Linked DNA regions of Hordeum vulgare: region 2 is linked to region 1. A link is a contact called in public Hi-C data. All regions are on one chromosome and are shown on one strand. Each heading gives the region's core, a stretch centred on a gene start, on an enhancer-like site or on the middle of the called end of the contact. The rest is flanking DNA. Distances are from core to core; before and after follow the strand shown. Region 1 holds the start of LOC123444393 (chaperone protein ClpB1-like). Region 2 has its middle 120 kb from the start of LOC123444394.

What was found. Hi-C and Micro-C count contacts between places; a contact is called where the count stands out from the background.
Region 2: a contact with region 1 is called in a Hi-C map of leaf, with 4 times the contacts expected there. The contact joins the enhancer-like site here to the promoter of LOC123444393 in region 1. A contact is called at or near these places in 3 of 6 Hi-C or Micro-C datasets (all in leaf).

Annotation. Positions count from the first base shown.
Region 1 is chr3H:483,139,925-483,144,611 of MorexV3_pseudomolecules_assembly, forward strand. It overlaps LOC123444393 (chaperone protein ClpB1-like), which reads left to right and starts at 2,525. Exons shown (of 7, transcript XM_045121090.1): 1 at 2,525-4,007; 2 at 4,131-4,312; 3 at 4,445-4,687. The coding sequence starts at 2,852.
Region 2 is chr3H:483,457,853-483,462,539 of MorexV3_pseudomolecules_assembly, forward strand. No RefSeq gene overlaps it. Among protein-coding and RNA genes, the nearest start is that of LOC123444394, 120 kb to the right of the region's middle. Within about 2 kb of position 2,784, at least 2 of the 3 cell types and tissues checked have open chromatin away from gene starts, as enhancers often do. A contact at or near this core is called in leaf, where this site is marked.

The DNA of each region.
Region 1 (4,687 bases), core at 1,275-3,774:
CCGCGCCTGCCCTGTGTGGGATGACGATCGGCGTACTTCTTTTTAGCGCTGGGATCGTGTAGGTGGGCTCTTCTTGACCAAATCTTCCAAGGCCCAACCCTAACGCAGTGGCCTCGCTGTGAGCAAAAGATAAAAGCCCAAACTACACGCTTACCCCTCAGAAAACACACACGCTTTGGAGTGCCCCCTAAAAAAATTTAAAAAAATACACGCTTCGCAGGAACGGGAGAGCAACTGCTCCATCCGTTTCTAAATATTAATTCTTTTAGAGATTTTATTAAATAATATATACGAAGCAAAATGAATGAAATTTATGCTTTCAAATATGTTTATATATGTTCGTATGTAGTCCACTAGTGAAACCTCTTGAAAGACTTATATTTAAGAATGAAGAGAGTAGTTGAGAAACACTCCTTTCGAAGCCTCCAAACGACCATTCCCACATGCCATCGCTTGACGCGTTCTCAGTCGTCGTCATGTGTCGCGTTCTGAGCGTTTTTTATTTTATTTTATTTTATTTTCCCCGCCAGCATTTTTTGGCTTTTTGAGTGATTATTTTGGTGTTTCGGTTTTTCAAATGTCTTTCTTAGCTTTTTGACGAAAAAAATCATTTTTTTGCATGGAAAAATGTATTTTCTGTTTTTTTCATGATTTTACTTGAAACGAAAAAAAAGTTTTTTATTTTTTTAGTGACACAGTTTTTGCCTTCGTGAGAGGCACGGCTGCGCCACTTGAAGAAGAAAAAAAACACATTTTTTGGTTTTTTTGTGAGAGCCACGTTTTTGCTTCCGCGGAAGGGTCATGCCTTCCGGAAAGGAAAAAAATCACAGGTTTTTGTTGGTTTTTTGCAAGACGCACGGGTTGGTCCCGCGAAAGACACGTTTTTGCCTTCTTGAGAGGCACGGCGCCGTCCCTCTCAGAAAGGAAAAAAAATGTTTTTTATTTATTTTTCTATCACGAGAGGCACGTTTTTCCGTCGTTTTTTTCGTAAAAAAAGATTGTCAAAAACTATAAACATGAGATATAGTTTTGAAGATGTCGACGCGGGAAACCCAACGATGAAAACGATTCGAGATTTCAAGTCATATGAAGATGTGTTGGCTTGAAGAGCCGCCATGGCTAGACAGGTCTGACAAGGCGTACCACTGCGCGGGAGAGAGAGAGAAAGTGCTGAAGACTTTGGCCGGGTCTGAACAGCGGTACAACCAGTCATGATGTGCCATTGCCATCGTGGCGCTGTTGTGAGACGTTCCACCGTACCGCCGAAGCGCATCACGGCATCCAAGGGGGACGTAACAGCCATCGATGAATTTCCATGATTTAGCATCGTTTGGTATCCTCTCTCGCGGCTGGGTCAGGAGGTTTGCGCTCCAGACGATGAGCAATAATTGAGCTGGATGTCTCCTTCATGCGACGACCGAGCAACGAACTTTCAGTTCTAAAAAGAAACAACGAGCTTTCACAAATAAAAAAGCAAGCAACACGTAGAATACTTGATATTTTTTGTTTTTCGTTTCTCTATGATTTTTTGTATAAGTGTTCACCTCACATTAAAAAAAATTCATGGAAGTCTGTGTGCATGGGTTTAAAACAAAGTTCATGCAATTTAAGGAAATGTCCCTGAGATTTACAAAATGTTCTAACGTTTTAAAATATGTTCATCACATTTTTCTAAATATTGTTTATTTAAAAAAGACTCCATGTAATTTGTAAATAATATCCTACCATTCAAAAGATTGCTCACAACATTTCAAAAAACTTCACAAGTTTAAATATATGTTTATGATATAGTATTATTTAAAATGTTCATGAAATATTAAATTTAGTTTGTGAAATTTAATAAAAATATTTATAACATATAAAAACAATTGTGCCATTTGAAAAAAAAAATGTTGGTAACAATTAAAATAGTTGCCATCCGTTTTTTAAATCATGACATTATTGAAAAGTATTCAACTCATGTTAAAAAATATTCAGCGTGTATTTGGAAATATATTCAATATGCATTTGAGTAATATTCAACATGTTTTTGGATAAATGTTTAATGTTTGTTTGAAAAACGTTGAATGTGTATTTGAAATTTTTAACCCATATATAGAAAATGTTAAACATGCATTCAACAAAAGTCGACATGTATTTAAGAAACAGAAAAAATGAATAAGAAATAAAGAAGAACCAGATGGAAATCGTAAAACTGGTAGAGACAAATACAAAAAGGAAGAATAACTAAGAAAACATGTTGTATTATACCAATGATTTTGATTGGTTGCATTTACGTAAAAGATAGGTTTTATGATTTGCACTAGTATAACATAATGCAACGAGCAGATAGGCCCTTACAAACATTGAAGTATATAGAACTACCAAACCTTTTTATAACGCGATACGAGAATGGACTACTTTTCTCCCTAATTTTATATTAATTCGTAGGGTAGCACGGACATTTTACTAGTGAGAGTAGAGATATGAGTAGAGATAATGGTGTAAAGACTCCCCCCCAAAAAGCCATGAAATTGGAACCAACGGTCGAGATACAGGTTAAGAAAAAGGAGACCAACGCTCGGGATAACGCGCACGGTTTCAGGTTTTCCAAAGAAACGGTTGCACACTAGAATGTTCTGGGACGTTCCTGTCCCCCCTAACTCGCCGCCTTCCGGCCCGCTTCCACGCCGTTCTAGACCTCCGACGAACTCTCGCCTCCTGCCTCTTATTACCCATCCCATCTCCGATCCCCCTCGGCAATTTCCGACGAGAAAAAGACACCAAGGCGAATCTTCGAACCCACAAATCCCTCCCAATCACCATTGCCAGTTTTGTCGCAGTTAATCCGTAGCTCGCAGAAGCGGAAACCATGAATCCCGACAAGTTCACGCACAAGACCAATGAGGCGCTCGCGGCGGCGCACGAGATGGCGTCCGAGGCCGGCCACGCGCAGCTCACGCCGCTGCACCTCGCCGCCGCGCTCGCGGCGGACAGGTCGGGCATCCTCCGCCAGGCCATTGCCCACGCGTCCGGCGGCAACGACGCCGCGGTCGAGTCGTTCGAGCGCGTCGCGTCCACCGCGCTCAAGAGGCTGCCCTCGCAGTCCCCGCCGCCCGACACCGTCCCGGCGTCCACCTCGCTGGTCAAGGCCGTCCGCCGCGCGCAGTCGGCGCAGAAGTCTCGAGGCGACTCGCACCTCGCCGTCGACCAGCTGATCGTGGGCCTCCTCGAGGACCCTCAGATCTCGGACGCGCTCAAGGAGGCCGGCGCCTCCGCGGCGCGGGTGAAGGCCGAGGTCGAGAAGCTCCGTGGCGGCGACAACCGGCGCGTGGAGTCCGCGTCGGGGGACACCAACTTCCAGGCCCTCAAGACGTACGGCCGCGACCTCGTGGAGGTGGCGGGCAAGCTGGACCCGGTCATCGGTCGCGACGAGGAGATCCGGCGCGTGGTGCGGATCCTGTCGCGGCGCACCAAGAACAACCCCGTCCTCATCGGCGAGCCCGGCGTGGGCAAGACCGCCGTGGTGGAGGGGCTCGCGCAGCGCGTCGTGCGCGGCGACGTCCCCAGCAACCTCCTGGACGTGCGCCTGGTGGCGCTCGACATGGGCGCGCTCGTGGCCGGCGCCAAGTACCGCGGCGAGTTCGAGGAGCGGCTCAAGGCCGTGCTCAAGGAGGTGGAGGAGGCCGAGGGGAAGGTGATACTGTTCATCGACGAGATACACCTGGTGCTCGGCGCCGGGCGGACGGAGGGTTCCATGGACGCGGCCAACCTGTTCAAGCCGATGCTCGCGAGGGGGCAGCTCAGGTGCATTGGCGCCACGACCCTCGAGGAGTACAGGAAGTATGTCGAGAAGGACGCGGCGTTCGAGAGGCGGTTCCAGCAGGTGTTGGTGGCGGAGCCCAGCGTCCCCGACACCGTCAGCATACTCAGAGGGCTCAAGGAGAAGTACGAGGGCCACCATGGCGTGAGGATTCAGGACCGCGCGCTCGTCGTCGCCGCGCAGCTCTCGGCGAGGTACATCATGGGTAAGTGCCCTCCCTGTTCTTGCAAACCAATTTACTGACATTGTGATTTCTGCGTGGTGAATTTTCAGAGTTTTCGCCTTGATCTCCGGCCATAAATTGACGATGTTTTTGGTTTTGTTGCAGGCCGTCATCTGCCTGATAAAGCAATCGATTTGGTTGACGAGGCCTGCGCAAATGTGAGGGTGCAGCTTGACAGCCAGCCTGAAGAGATCGATAACCTCGAGAGGAAGAGGATCCAGTTGGAAGTCGAGCTCCATGCTCTCGAGAGGGAGAAGGACAAGGCTAGCAAAGCTCGGCTAGTTGATGTGAGTGACTGGTGAATTCGGTGATCTTGGTTTCTCTAATTTATGCTCTGTACTTACTGAGACAATGTGCAAAAGCTTCACTGTACCTGTTCTGTTCTGACAACGTGCAAAAACTCTAACTGTTTCATTCAGGTGAGGAAAGAGTTGGAGGATCTGAGGGACAAGCTGCAGCCGCTGCAGATGAAGTACCGCAAGGAGAAAGAGAGGATCGACGAGATCAGGAGCCTGAAGCAGCGCCGCGAGGAGCTGCAGTTCACCCTGCAGGAGGCCGAGCGCCGGATGGATTTGGCCCGCGTGGCTGATCTCAGATACGGTGCTCTGCAGGAGGTTGACGCTGCCATCGCTAGGCTGGAGGGCGAGACCGGCGAGAACTTG
Region 2 (4,687 bases), core at 1,534-4,033, 320 kb after region 1:
AAAAGCAACATGACACAATTGGACAAATTCAACATATCCGAGTAGTCGGATTTGAGAGAACACATCTCTCTGGCTCCATGACGTCGCACAAAAAGACAAATTAATTTATTATAAAAAAACAAAACACTAGATGCCGACGAGGACCACAAATTTATTCAATATCCGAGGTCCCAAATCTCTTGGAGGCTTGGCGCCAAGATCGCAAGGGGGCCGAATCTTCCTCTTCCCACGACTGCTAGGGTTCACACTCCTTTCCTTTTTCCAAGTAAAGATTTAACACTAGCATATTTTAAGAAAGTAATGGAGAAGAACCCACTCCCTTATATATGCTACGTTTTTACTTCACGCAATGATATTGACGACTTTCACAGTTAAAATACTTGGTTTTCAGCCTGTCAAATGAGCCAATATGAATGTGATGCATCCCTCTTCTTTCATGCTTCTCAATAATTACCCTCTCCTTATGCGACAGTAGACACGCACGACTATGGCTCACTTGACGCAAGACAAAGGGTAGCCTCGCATGAAAGCTGCAAGAATGGCCCAGCCCAGCAAGGAATAGAGGCCTTCAACACTTTTTCTCTTCCATTTTTTTACATTTTTGCTTTTGTTTTTCACTTTTTTTCTATGTCAAGATATTCATATTTTCTTCTAAGCAACATCTATTTCCCTCTAGGACAGGCAATATCTAAACATATCTATTACTGATAACACATTACATACTGAATTAAAAAACATTGATCACGCAGTTAAAAAACATTAATACAAGTATAAAAAATGTTTCACGTGTATACATTTTTTACAGTATATATTGAAAAAAGTAGACATCGACATATATATGAAACAAAAGATAATCTTGTATTTCAAAAATGTTAAACCTGAATACAATAAATGTTCCTGGTTTATACCAAAAATATATAATGTGTAAGGAACAAGTAGACATTAAAAAAATATAAGTTTTGAAAAATGTTAACCCTGCATTTGGAAAATGCTAAACTTGTATAAACAATGTTCCTTATGCACAAAAAAACTGTACAATATTTATGAGAAAAATAGAAATCGTATATAAATTTTAAAAAAGGTTAATCATGCATTCAAAAATATTAACATGTATAAAAATGCACCAATGTGTATAAAAAATATACATCAAAAACATACGTTCAAAAAAAAATCCTGATTTAGAAACATATTGACCATGTATTTTAAAAACATGTCCAAAACATTGTGTATAAAAAAAGTGTTCATCTTGTAGTTGAGAAATATACAATGTGTATCAAAGGAATCTTTCACGTATACACCAAAAATATATATTGTGCATTGAAAAAATTATATACTATGTGTTAAAGAAAAAGGAAAATGATGAAAACAGACAAAGAAACGTAAATAAAATGGAAATAGAGAGGGACAAAATACAACGGGAAAAAGAGAAGAAAATCAACGTAAAAAATATAAACCAGAGAAAAATCAGGGGAGAATAGGAAACAAAGAAAAGAGGAAACTAGAGGTAAACAGGAAAAGAAAGAAAACACCAGTAAAAACCAAGAATGGTACAAAGAAACCAAAGGAAAATAATAAAAATAACAAGAAACAAAGAAACGCTAGTGATGTTCGAACCAGCAACCTCTAAGGCCTTATTCGGTTAATCCCACCGAGGAAGGGATTGGAGAGGAATGGAGGGGATTGAGGTGGAATTTGACTTGTAGGGGATTTAATTCCTCCCAATCCCTTCCAAACCCCTCCTGTTTTAAAGAAACCGAACAAGGCCTAAGAGATATTCTAGTGTTGCAACCACTCCACCACCGCAACGGTATGTGATAGAAATGAACTTTTCACTTCCTTTATTCTTTATTTTTCCTTTTTATTTTTCCATAGTCTTTTTCCTTTTTTCCTTTTCAATATTCCGTAGAAACGGTTCGTTGAGGTTCTTTTTGAAATATGTAAATTTACTTTCAAAACGATTATTTTAGAAAATTGGATGGAATTATTTTTTAATTGGTAAAATTTTTCCAAATCGATGAATTCTTTGTGAAATTGGTGGACATTTCTGAATATCCGTGAACATAATTAAAATTTGTGAACGTTTTTCTAAATCGATGAACCTTTTTTGAAAATCTGTGAATATATTTTAAAATTTGCGAAGTTTTTTCAAAGTCGATGAACCATTTTTATAAATTGATGAACGTTTTTTTGAAATCGTTGATCTTCTTTTGAAAACAGGTGAACATATTTTAAAATTTGTGAACTTTTTTCAAAATAAATAATTATTTAAAAAATAATTATGATCTTTTATTCTGCAATCGTTGAACTTCTTTTGATAATTGGTGAACATATTCTAAAATTCGTGAACTTTTTTCAAAATCAATGAACTAATATTGAAAATTTATAAACTTTTTTTGAAATCAGTGAACTTTTTTTGAAAATCTGTGAACGTATTTTAAAATTCATGAACTTTTTCAAAATTAGTGAACTCTTTTTTACAAATTTATGAATTGTTTTACCAAATTCGACGATTTTTTCGAATATTGCAAATTTTTGAAAATCCAAGAACATATTCTAAAAATCTGTGAATTGTTTTGCGTATTCATTGAACTTTTTTCAAATGTAATTCAGTGCTTTTTATTTCAATAAAATTTTAATGTACGTTTTGTAATTCACGTTTTACAAAATCAATGAAAAAATTTCAAGACCTGCAGCGGGGCGTCAGGAGATGTTTTATGGGCCGGCCCAGGGAAGGCGCCTGAAGCACGAACCGACGCCTGCAGCGCCGTATAGGAGCTCCCATAGTTTCTCTCGCGTGAAGGATCTTTCCCTCGCGTGGCTACTGGGCAGACCCCGTTTCGCTGGGTTTTTTTCTGGACTGGCTCGCTCGGGAGAAGACACTCCCTCACTCCCTCGCTGGTTTTATAGGTTTTATTCTTATTTATTTCGTGTACTATAATGATTCGACTGGTACGGTTTTCATTAGTTTTTTTATCTTTTCTATTGTGTTCTGTTTATGTTTTTCTTTGTTTTTTATATTTTCTGTGTGTTTCTTACTGTTTTCTTTGGTTTTATTGTTGTTTTCTATTTCTTCCCTTTTATGCGTTTTTCCTTAAATGTTTGTTTTGTTTCCATTATTTTTATCTGCGATTTGCTAATGAATAAAACGTTCTTTCCGACTTTTTTTCTTTCTTTTGTCTTTGTGTTTTATTTACCGCTCTCTTCTAGATCTTCGGCGTTCTGATTTTTTTTTTTGTTTTAGTTATTTATTTCGGTTTGGTTTCTATGGTTTTTCTCTTCTCTTACTTTTTTGTGTTTCTTCTTAAAGTTGTCTTCGATATTTTTCTTTATATATTTTGCTGTGTTTTTCTTTACATATATGTTTCGTAACTAGGAAAACCCTGGTGCATTTGGACTTCCGACTTCATTGTAGCCTTTTTATTTTGATGGTAACTCCATTGTAGCCTAAGTAGGTAGACGCACCAGTAGGTCCTAAAAAAATTGTAAACAAGCGAAATGTTTTTTTATACACATGTAACATTTTTTAAAAATATATTTATTAATATATTATTTTTCCATACACGTTGTAAAATTTTCATATGCTTCGAGAACACTTTTTATATGCGTTTAATATATTTCAAATACATGATTAACATTTCTTTCAAATATATGTTTTGATGTCTATACATATTATACATTTCTTGTATAGACATGAATCCTTTATTTATACATGTTTAACATATCAAATGCACATTAACATTCTTTTCAAATGTATGTTTTGATATCCACCTTTTTCAAACACACTTTACACTTTTGTATGCATCAAAAATAATTTTGGAAGAAGGCCCATATCACAATCCCAAGTTTGTTCCTCAAGAGGAGAAGTATGATCCTACTCCTTCCAAGGGAACAAGCTCTCAAGATGGCCTTCTATCACAAGACCACAAGGGCAAGGGAAAGATTTAAGAGGAGATTGACTCATTTGAGGAAGAACCTCATGCCAAGGTCGAGTGGGTTTCCAAGGACAGTTCTAGCACTACCTCATCTAGTGCTACCACAACACCAAGGATTCCATCAAGGTGATGTGGGTCCCCAAGAGGAAGAACTGGAAAGTTCTTTGAGGGGTGAGTCCGCCAATGAAATTCACTCTTATTCACTTTGGCAAGAATTATATGCAATCAACCTCAACCATATGCATTAGTTCAAGGAGTCACATATTTCCTCAAAGGTGAGCAAATGACAATGTAATTAATGCATCTTTGGACATAACCTCCCATGTATTTCATTCTATGTCCATAGATATTCTTGCATTTGTTCCTTTTGCTTTGGGACTAACCCATGTAGGTGAGAATAATAAGAAACAACAAGGATTTCTCCCAACTCAAGATGAACTTCATCAACAATGAGCGTACACCACTACTTCACCTACTTGAAGTCTTCTACGACAAAATCCAAGGTTAGTTTATCCCTCTTAGGGGGGATGTCATATCAAGGGGGGCCTTCACTCTAAATATTGAGTGTAAGCATCTCCTAAAGATATGAGCACATTAATGCTTTATGTAAAAGTGGTAACCCCACTTGTGCTTAAACGATGAGTATTACCTATGATCAAGTATTCTTACTTGGCTCCTATGTCAATGTATTCACATATAGATGAATTCGTCATCGCCAAAGTGCTTGACAGATGCTAGAATGTTTGTGCATGTTC